Regions from separate parts of the Ovis aries genome. Here regions 1 and 2 are each linked to region 3. Evidence: chromatin contacts called from public Hi-C data. All regions are on one chromosome and are shown on one strand. Each heading gives the region's core, a stretch centred on a gene start, on an enhancer-like site or on the middle of the called end of the contact. The rest is flanking DNA. Distances are from core to core; before and after follow the strand shown.

What was found. A called contact is a pair of places that touch in the nucleus more often than the background predicts.
Region 1: a contact with region 3 is called in a Hi-C map of retroperitoneal adipose tissue, with 4 times the contacts expected there. The contact joins the enhancer-like site here to the promoter of HOXA13 in region 3. A contact is called at or near these places in 10 of 16 Hi-C or Micro-C datasets (blood, hypothalamus, liver and 5 more).
Region 2: a Hi-C map of mixed tissues shows a contact between it and region 3, with 5 times the contacts expected there. The contact joins the enhancer-like site here to the promoter of HOXA13 in region 3. A contact is called at or near these places in 2 of 16 Hi-C or Micro-C datasets (mixed tissues and tail adipose tissue).

Annotation. Positions count from the first base shown.
Region 1 is chr4:69,709,522-69,712,221 of ARS-UI_Ramb_v3.0, forward strand. The region is part of intron 1 of JAZF1 (JAZF zinc finger 1); the gene reads left to right. Among named protein-coding and RNA genes, the nearest start is that of JAZF1, 160 kb to the left of the region's middle. Within about 2 kb of position 1,415, at least 4 of the 54 cell types and tissues checked have an H3K27ac peak or open chromatin away from gene starts, as enhancers often do.
Region 2 is chr4:69,631,950-69,634,721 of ARS-UI_Ramb_v3.0, forward strand. The region is part of intron 1 of JAZF1 (JAZF zinc finger 1); the gene reads left to right. Among named protein-coding and RNA genes, the nearest start is that of JAZF1, 78 kb to the left of the region's middle. Within about 2 kb of position 1,337, at least 9 of the 54 cell types and tissues checked have an H3K27ac peak or open chromatin away from gene starts, as enhancers often do.
Region 3 is chr4:70,420,912-70,423,739 of ARS-UI_Ramb_v3.0, forward strand. HOXA13 (homeobox A13) reads left to right here and starts at 1,575. Exons shown (of 4, transcript XR_006059643.1): 1 at 1,575-2,554. It overlaps LOC132659694 (a long non-coding RNA gene), which reads right to left and starts at 1,241. Exons shown (of 2, transcript XR_009600415.1): 1 at 243-1,241; 2 at 1-31.

The DNA of each region.
Region 1 (2,700 bases), core at 165-2,664, 710 kb before region 3:
GAATAACCTCAGAAATTCCCCCCATTTTGGTGTCATCTCAGCACTTTAAAAAATTTGCTAAAAGATATAAGTAACAGCATAGTTTTCTCTCTTTCTCAGGATGGCTTTTTTAAGTAGTTAAGGATGGGGGGAGAAATATCTCTAGTGATGGTGCTGTTAGGGTTTTTGTTTTTTTCCTGTCCCAGCCTCTCTTTATTTTTTGGCAAAAATTTAACCTCAAGAGGAAAAAAAAATAGGATCTTGTGTTAACTGTGCAAAGGCTACAAAAGGGCGAAAGTAGTGCTTAGGGAAGATCACAGATATGTGGGAGCCCTGCAGTGCTCCAGCGGCTTCACAGAGAAGGGGGTGTGTGATGGCCATTTTCTGATGAAGGAAGATGAGACATCCTTCCCAGGGTCAATTAACTAGTAACTAAGTGCCAGAGCCTGGATTTGAACCTGGGTCTATGAGCTTCTGCCTTCCCAAAGCCTGGTAACATTACTTTCAAAAATTTTCATTTTGTTGAGTTACTATATTACAGAAGTTTCAGTTATATAGCATAGTAATTCATTTTTAAAAGGCATACTCCATTCATAGTTATGGTTGGTAACATTGCTCTTGTTCGACTGTCTGCATCATAAGAAAATGAGGAGGAGCCTGAAGAACCTGTGCCCACGTTGGTCAGCAAATATCTGTTGAGTCCTAGCTACATGGAAGGTCCCATGTTGCGAATAATATCAAGACCTATTAAATACATTATCTGCCCTCAAGAAGCAAAACAGAGTTAAGGAGAGGGATGAAAAAGACATGGGCATGTAGGTCAATAGAAGGCCATCAGAGGACAGTGGCATTTCCTTGGAGTGATGGAGGGCAAAGCAGAGGTCAGTGCCATGGTCCAGCACTAGTTCCAGCCCTTCTATGGGCTCTTTATTATATCAGCCTGAAATAAATCTGCTAAATGAAAAGAGTATTACTGAGGTGGCCTCTACCTCGACTGTGGTTCTAAGATGGAATATGAGAAGGGGGGCTAATCCAAGCGGCCAGAGGTTGCCACCCATGCATGCCTTTGTAACCTAGACGTGGTAAGATTACACTTAATCCTCTCTTTAGGTGGTCTGGTCCAAGGAGGACAGGTGAAAGCAAGACAGGAGGCATGGTTTGGTGTGGCAGGGCTGTTTCCAGTTTCCCAGCCCACAGCTCAGATGTGGAGAACAGACTTGAAGCTTCTGGAAAGATTTGGTAGGGGAAATAGCAGAGTGCTTTTGGCATACAACTTTAGAAGTACTGTGTCCATGTGAAGAACTTGGCAAGGAGGAACAGAGGAGCCACAGGGATGACTGGACATTTGAAAAATAAGGCCTGAGAGGAGAGGTTAGAGAAACAGAGGTTATGTAACCTGGAGCTCCTCGGCGGTGACTTTGGCAGACTTCTTCCAGAACAGGGCTCACAGTATCTCAGCCCAGAGAGCAGGGACTGACCCTGTTTGTCCAAACAGAGTGAAGACAGCTCCAGCTGAGCCACGAAAATTGTTTTGATCCATGAAAAAGCCTGCCCCCTGCAGCTGCTGTGAGCACAGAATATGTCATGGAAAGAAGTTGATAGAATTTTTTTTCCCTGTTAAAAAAAAAGATACAGTAAAACTTTTTTTTATTAATTATGGTGTTGGAAGGCAGGCTTGACTTGATATTATAGAATATGTTGTATCAACTTCTGTTCTTGGTTTGAGAGGGACATGATCAACCTGGAGAATATCCGGTTTCACATAACAATGGATCATGTTTGTTATAATAATGGGTCTGGAGAGGATGACTATATCATTTTTCTTTGAATCTGTAACACTTTGGAGAGTGAAATAGGGTGCTATTAATAGCATCCTGAGGCTTCAGGCATAAATGATATTGTCCCAACGGACTGATATGTGGTTACCCTGATCCTGGGATTATCTTGTTAGAGTAACCTTCAAATATAAATTTCATGTCCTCTCCTACTTAGATTCTTCTACCTTCCTCCCAGCCTCATCCCTGCAGCCCTGTGCCCTCCCCTGCACCTTGTTCTCTCCCAACCTCATCCTTGCACCCTGCCCCCCAACCTCATCCCTGCACCCCTGCCTCTTCCCTTGTACCTGATCCTCTCCCAGCCTCATCCCTGCAGCCCTGCACCCCCACCCCCTCCCCTGCATCCCTAAACCCCTCCTCCTCCACCCCTATCCTTCCCTTTACCCAGCGGGCTTCTTTCATCCTTTACATCTCAGCTAAAACATCACCTTCTCAGAAAGGCTTTCCCGAACCTCCTTGCTGAGATTCTCCTTTTTACCTCCTGGCTGTTCCCTTCAAGGAAGTGGTCACAGGTTGAAATTATTTCCTGTTGACTGTCTTTTCCACTAAAATGTACACATCCAGTATGCTGGAATCATGTCTGGCTGCTTCACCGTGTCTCATCATGGATGCTGCCCCGGAGACAGGGATGTGACACGGACGTGGCTCCACGTCCACTCATCACTGTCCTGACTTTCCGCCATGCCCAGAAGGTCTCAGGTTCTAAAACAGGACTTGGCTGCATCATATAAATTCTTTGGTTCAACAGAATTGATTACCTGTTAGGTGTACAGACCTGTGCTCAGAGAAGCCTGAAACCCCTGTCCTTCTTGGATGTAGGGTATCTGGCTGAAGAGACAGCACAGAGACATTCACCAGGTTGAAGAGTAATAGTGCTGCCTGTGCC
Region 2 (2,772 bases), core at 87-2,586, 790 kb before region 3:
AAAGCTGTTGGAATTGACAGCTCTCTTCATTACGTTACTAAACATCATGCTTTAAAGCAGTACTGAAAATGCACACTTCATACAGATCGCTTCAGTATTACTCTGCTTCTAGGTGCTCAGATTTGTTATTGTTCAGTCACTAAGTCGTGTCCAACTCTTTGTGACCCCGTGGACTGTATCCCGCCAAGCTCTGCTGTCCGTGGGATTTCCCAGGCAAGAATACTGGAGTGGGTTGCCGTTTCCTTCTCCAGGGGATCTTCCCGATCGAAGGATCAGGTGTGTTCTTTACCACTGAGCCACCAGGGAAGTTCTGGGTGCTCAGATTCTATAATCTCTAACTACTACCAGCAGATCAGTGTTAGATTAAGTAAAAGTCTTCATCCAAAAGTAGATAAGTGGTGTTTAGGCTTTTTAGCCCAACAGAGAACACAGTGTTTCCACACAGATGCGCCAAACCTGCTTTACAGTGGTCCTGCGATCACTTTCCACCACCTTGGTCTAGCTGTTCTCAGAACCTGCTCTTCCAGGGAGACTTCTGCTGTTCAGAATATTGGCAGGAGGTTTTAGAAAGAGTGCGTATTGCTGGCAACCTTGTGACTCTTTTCTTTACCATCCTCATCCTCCTCTAGTGTTGCATGTAGAGTGATCAGAACAGAAAGGCGCTTCTGTGATGGGTTAAGTTCAGATGAACTCTTTCCTGAGAAACCGGTCGTGCTGCTTATGGACCTCTACATTGCTGTCTCTGAAAAACAGCATGGTAAATTAAACTTGCAGGGTCATCCTTAGCATTCGGGTGCTGTCTGAGACCCCACATCCATGCCTCTGAAGGCCCCCTTTCCTGTTCATAAGCTGGAAACCTCCTCCTTCACAAAGTTGTGTCTCAGTTATGTCTCCATAAGTTCTACCCAAACAGTCAGTAGTTTGAGAAAGAAGCCATTTTTTCATGTGGCTTGGTAGTGGCTTACTTTACAGAAGTCTTAGGCGAGCCCTGAGATGCTCCTCTGGACCCAGAGTTCATCTAAGGATTGTGTTTTATAGAAAGGCTCTTCTGTGTTGTTTTCTAAATCCCGGTTTATAGTTTGTTCTGAACATGATTTATGAACAGAAGTCTGCCTCTCGTTTACTAAAGCCGATGGGCTTCTCCTCTCATCCTCTCTTCAAAAATTGTCTGTCCCTTTTAATAAATTGGCAGTGTGGAACACACTGTTCATTTCTCTTCCTTCTAGCATTGGGTTTCAGACTAATTAACAGAAGAAAGCAAGCATCTCTCAGAACTCTGACTTTAAGTACTTGGATATACATCATCAGAACTATTAAAAAGAACAGGGTGTCAGTGTGCCGCTCCTCCTCGGCGAGCACAGAAACTTCTCTTGGCTGTTCCTGGGACTGAGGCCGGCCAAGCGTAGCTCCGAGCACTAAATCCTAGAGGCAAAAAAGGCCACATCTCTTCGTAGGAGAGTGAAGACCCTCTGCTTGTTCCGCGTTTCTGGTTTTGTCACTGGGCAGCTTTCGAGAATACGTTAACAAACTGAGCCACGTTATATACACTCCCTCTCCCTCCATTTTGGTGAGGTTCCAAAGCCTGGAAGATTTAACCTTTCTAAACTGGAATTTATTAGCTGTAAAAAATGCCTTTTAGCCTTACTGGAAGTTGTGAATAGACAGTGAAAATTTCATAGAATTTTTTTTTCAGTCAGCCTGAATACAAGTTAACCCCAGTCCCTTTAGCAGTGAAATTTGGAGATGGGGCTTTGTTGACTGAGTATAGGATAAGGGAAAAGACGCTGGACATTTGGGCAGAGTACACTGCACTCTTCAAAGAGACAAGTTTCAGTTCCACGAATGTGAATATTTGCCACGTTATTCCAGATCACGTTGGCCAAGTTGTCAGAAATAATGGAAAGTCAGGAATAATGGCCTGGCAGCCCTCAGTCATGGTCCTAACTTTGCTCTTTTGCTCATTAGGAAAAGTTAGAGTAACTCATGGCTGAGTACCATGGCAGGGGTGGGGTGGGGCATGGGATGGCAGGTGGCATTTAGTTAGGAACATTTAGCCTTGTTGGACTTGTCTTTCGGGATCTTCCGGATCCGGTGCTGTCCATGGAGTGCCCTGATGGTGAGACAGCTGTAGTGTGTGTATCTCAGTGTGAGGCCTGACACTTTGCAAGTGTCCAGGAAGTGTTAGCTGTTGCCCATTATCACCTTTATTTTTAACCACCTGCTGCCCTCGAATGCTGATTGGAGAATCCTAATATCCTCTTAACCCTGGTGGGACCCACTTCAAGGCATCCCCATGGTCAACAAAGCTAGAATCTAGGTATGCTTTAGTTAAAGGGGAGGGACTCTGAAATGAAAAGTGAACCCTGTTCCATAACAAACCAGGATTTACATTCTTATTAGGGAGGCTGTGGTTGAGCAGGAGTTATTTACTAATGTTTGGTAGTTACTGAGCATCTTTTCTGAGCCAGACACTTGGCTAGGTGCTAAATACATAAAAATGGTCGCTGCGCCCGGAGACTGTTTTCTTGGGACTAGAGATGGGTTGAGAGGCAGTTGCAGTGGCTGAATAACTGCAGGGTACAAACAGGGTTCTCTTGGGTGCCTGCTGTGGGTGTTTAACCCAGACTTGGAGGCTCGGGGAGAGTTTGCTGGGGAAAGGGACTTTTCAGCTGGGCCCTGAAGGAGGGAGAAGGAGTAACAGTGGAATATTCCAGCAGCCAGGCTGGAGGAGGACTGGCCTGCAGTGGAGAGAGCATGGTGCACTAGGGGAGC
Region 3 (2,828 bases), core at 325-2,824:
AGTGCCTTGAGCTTAGGGCTGAGTCTGCAAGCTGAAACAGGAGGCAGGTCCAAGCCTGGCTGTTCACCAGTCTGCCTGGGATGGGAGTCCAGCACTCTTCCCAACCCTCCTGTCCCGATAGAATGCACCCACTTTCACTTTGAATGCAAGTCCCCTTTCTGGGCATCTGAGCAACTCACAACATTCACAATCGGAGATGGAAGTATATGATCCCAAAGGCACAGGACCCCAGAATTCCTCACCAAAATGTGGCGGCCGCTTGGCTCTTCCAGCATCAACACCCCACCGTGCTCTCAGGAAAGGGCTGCATTCCCCAGGCACAGAGGGCAAAAGGCTTCTTCAGCTGGTTCATGGACAGAGGAGGGCCAGGCATCCTCTCTGCCGGCTGGAAACAGGGCTTTTTCCCAGTCCTACCTGGGAAAGGTGGGGAGGGAGATGTGAAATGGCCCCAAAGAGTCTCTTTCTCTTGTCCCAAAACGGAGTGTGATAGAGAGTGCCCAGGTGCCTGGAGAGTCAGCTCCGGCCCAGGCTCTGTGAAGCCTCATTAAACCCCAGAAGAGAGTCCCAACTCAGCACCCAGCTGGGGCCTGTTCCTCTTAAACTCCTTCCGAGACAGGCCAGACTGGCCGGAGACAAGGGAGCACGGAAAAACGATGCTCAGAAATTGGTCTCTCCATCTCAAAGCTTCTGGAGGAAGAAGAGTTGCTACTGGGACAAAGTGAGGAACAAAGTCTGTATATAAATGTGTGAGTGTGACACCAAAGTACACTTGGTTGTGTATGCGCTTATGTCCGTGTCATTGTGATGGGTAATCCGGAGCCTGTGGGCCTAAAGGCGAGTCTAGGAGATTGCCCACCAACACTGTGGACAGAGAAAGGGAGAAAGCTTCTACATGCAGTCCGAGCTTTCCAGTGGAATGTCCTGGGACTCATGAGCCAGGCGCATCCGCAAACGCCCCGCCACGGCTCCCCGGAAAGAGCCAAATCGCGACGCTGTCGAAGCCGACAGCCGAAAGCGCAAGTGTCGGTGCAGGCGTCTCGCTGCAGAAAGGGGCGCGGATACCTGTAAAGAAAACGGCGCAAGAGGCCCCAGGAAAACACCCAGCCTGGTCTGCGCCGCGCTACTTTACCGTCCCCAGATGCCCGCAGATTTACCTGACCTGTCCCCACCGCCTCTGGTCGTCACCCAACATCTCGCCCCGTCCCCTCCCCACCATACGCCGCTCCGAGCCCCACTGGGAGAGGGGAAGGGAAAGCGAACTGCGAGGAAGTCGCCGATGCCTCTCCTCCCCGCCCGCCATGTCCTCCGCCCCCACCCTACCGCACCCCCCGCCTCTCCCCTGGGTGAATGGTGCGCGGCCGCGCGGCGGGCGCTGGCGCTGGGGACGGCGCGGGCGGCGGTGGGGACGGCGAGTGTACAGGGCAAAGCCGGGCTTGGAGCCGCCCGCTTTGCATACGCCGTGGGCGGAGCGGGAGGAAGGGGGGGCCGGGCCAATGGGCGGCCGCCTGGCGCGACCCCGCGGGGCGCGATCCGCCCCCCTCGCTCGGGCCCCGGCCCCGCGCCGCGCGCTCTTCACTTCTTGGGGGCTTTTTAAAACAGCGCCACTGGGGTCTTCTCCATGCGGCTCGTGCTATGACAGCCTCCGTGCTCCTCCACCCCCGCTGGATCGAGCCCACCGTCATGTTTCTCTACGACAACGGCGGCGGCCTGGTGGCCGACGAGCTCAACAAGAACATGGAAGGGGCGGCGGCGGCGGCGGCGGCTGCGGCAGCGGCGGCGGCGGCTGGGGCCGGGGGCGGGGGCTTCCCCCACCCGGCGGCTGCGGCCGCGGGGGGCAACTTCTCGGTGGCGGCGGCGGCCGCGGCGGCGGCGGCGGCCGCGGCCAACCAGTGCCGCAACCTGATGGCGCACCCGGCGCCCCTGGCGCCCGGCGCCGCGGCCGCCTACAGCAGCGCGCCCGGGGAGGCGCCCCCGTCGGCCGCCGCCGCCGCTGCCGCCGCCGCCGCCGCTGCAGCGGCGGCGGCGGCGGCGTCGTCCTCAGGAGGACCGGGCCCCGCGGGCCCAGCAGGCGCCGAGGCCGCCAAGCAGTGCAGTCCCTGTTCGGCGGCGGCGCAGAGCTCGTCGGGGCCCGCAGCGCTGCCCTACGGCTATTTCGGCAGCGGCTACTATCCTTGCGCGCGCATGGGCCCGCACCCCAACGCCATCAAGTCGTGCGCGCAGCCCGCCTCGGCCGCCGCCGCCGCTGCCTTCGCGGACAAGTACATGGACACCGCCGGCCCCGCGGCCGAGGAGTTCAGCTCCCGCGCTAAGGAGTTCGCCTTCTACCACCAGGGCTACGCACCCGGGCCTTACCACCACCACCAGCCCGTGCCTGGCTACCTGGATATGCCGGTGGTGCCGGGCCTCGGGGGCCCCGGCGAGTCGCGCCACGAGCCCCTGGGTCTTCCCATGGAAAGCTACCAGCCCTGGGCGCTGCCCAACGGCTGGAACGGCCAAATGTACTGCCCCAAAGAGCAGGCGCAGCCTCCCCACCTCTGGAAGTCCACTCTGCCCGGTAAATGGCGCCCCCTTCTCAGCCCCGGTCCTCCGGTTCCGCCCCAGCTTCTCCTCCGCTCGCTCCTGGGTCACCCTCGTGCCACTCTGCTCTCTCCCTGGCCTGTCCTAGTGGTGCTGCACCCCTAGGAGCCCGACCCTGGCAGGCTGGCTCTGCCCTCACTGCCCTGGAGTTGGGCTGGTCCTGGCTCTCCCTGGGTGAGGGATGGCTGGAAAGAAGCTCGTGCGGACCCTCGCTGGCTTCCTTCGCCTTCTGCGCTCCGCCCTCGCCAGCC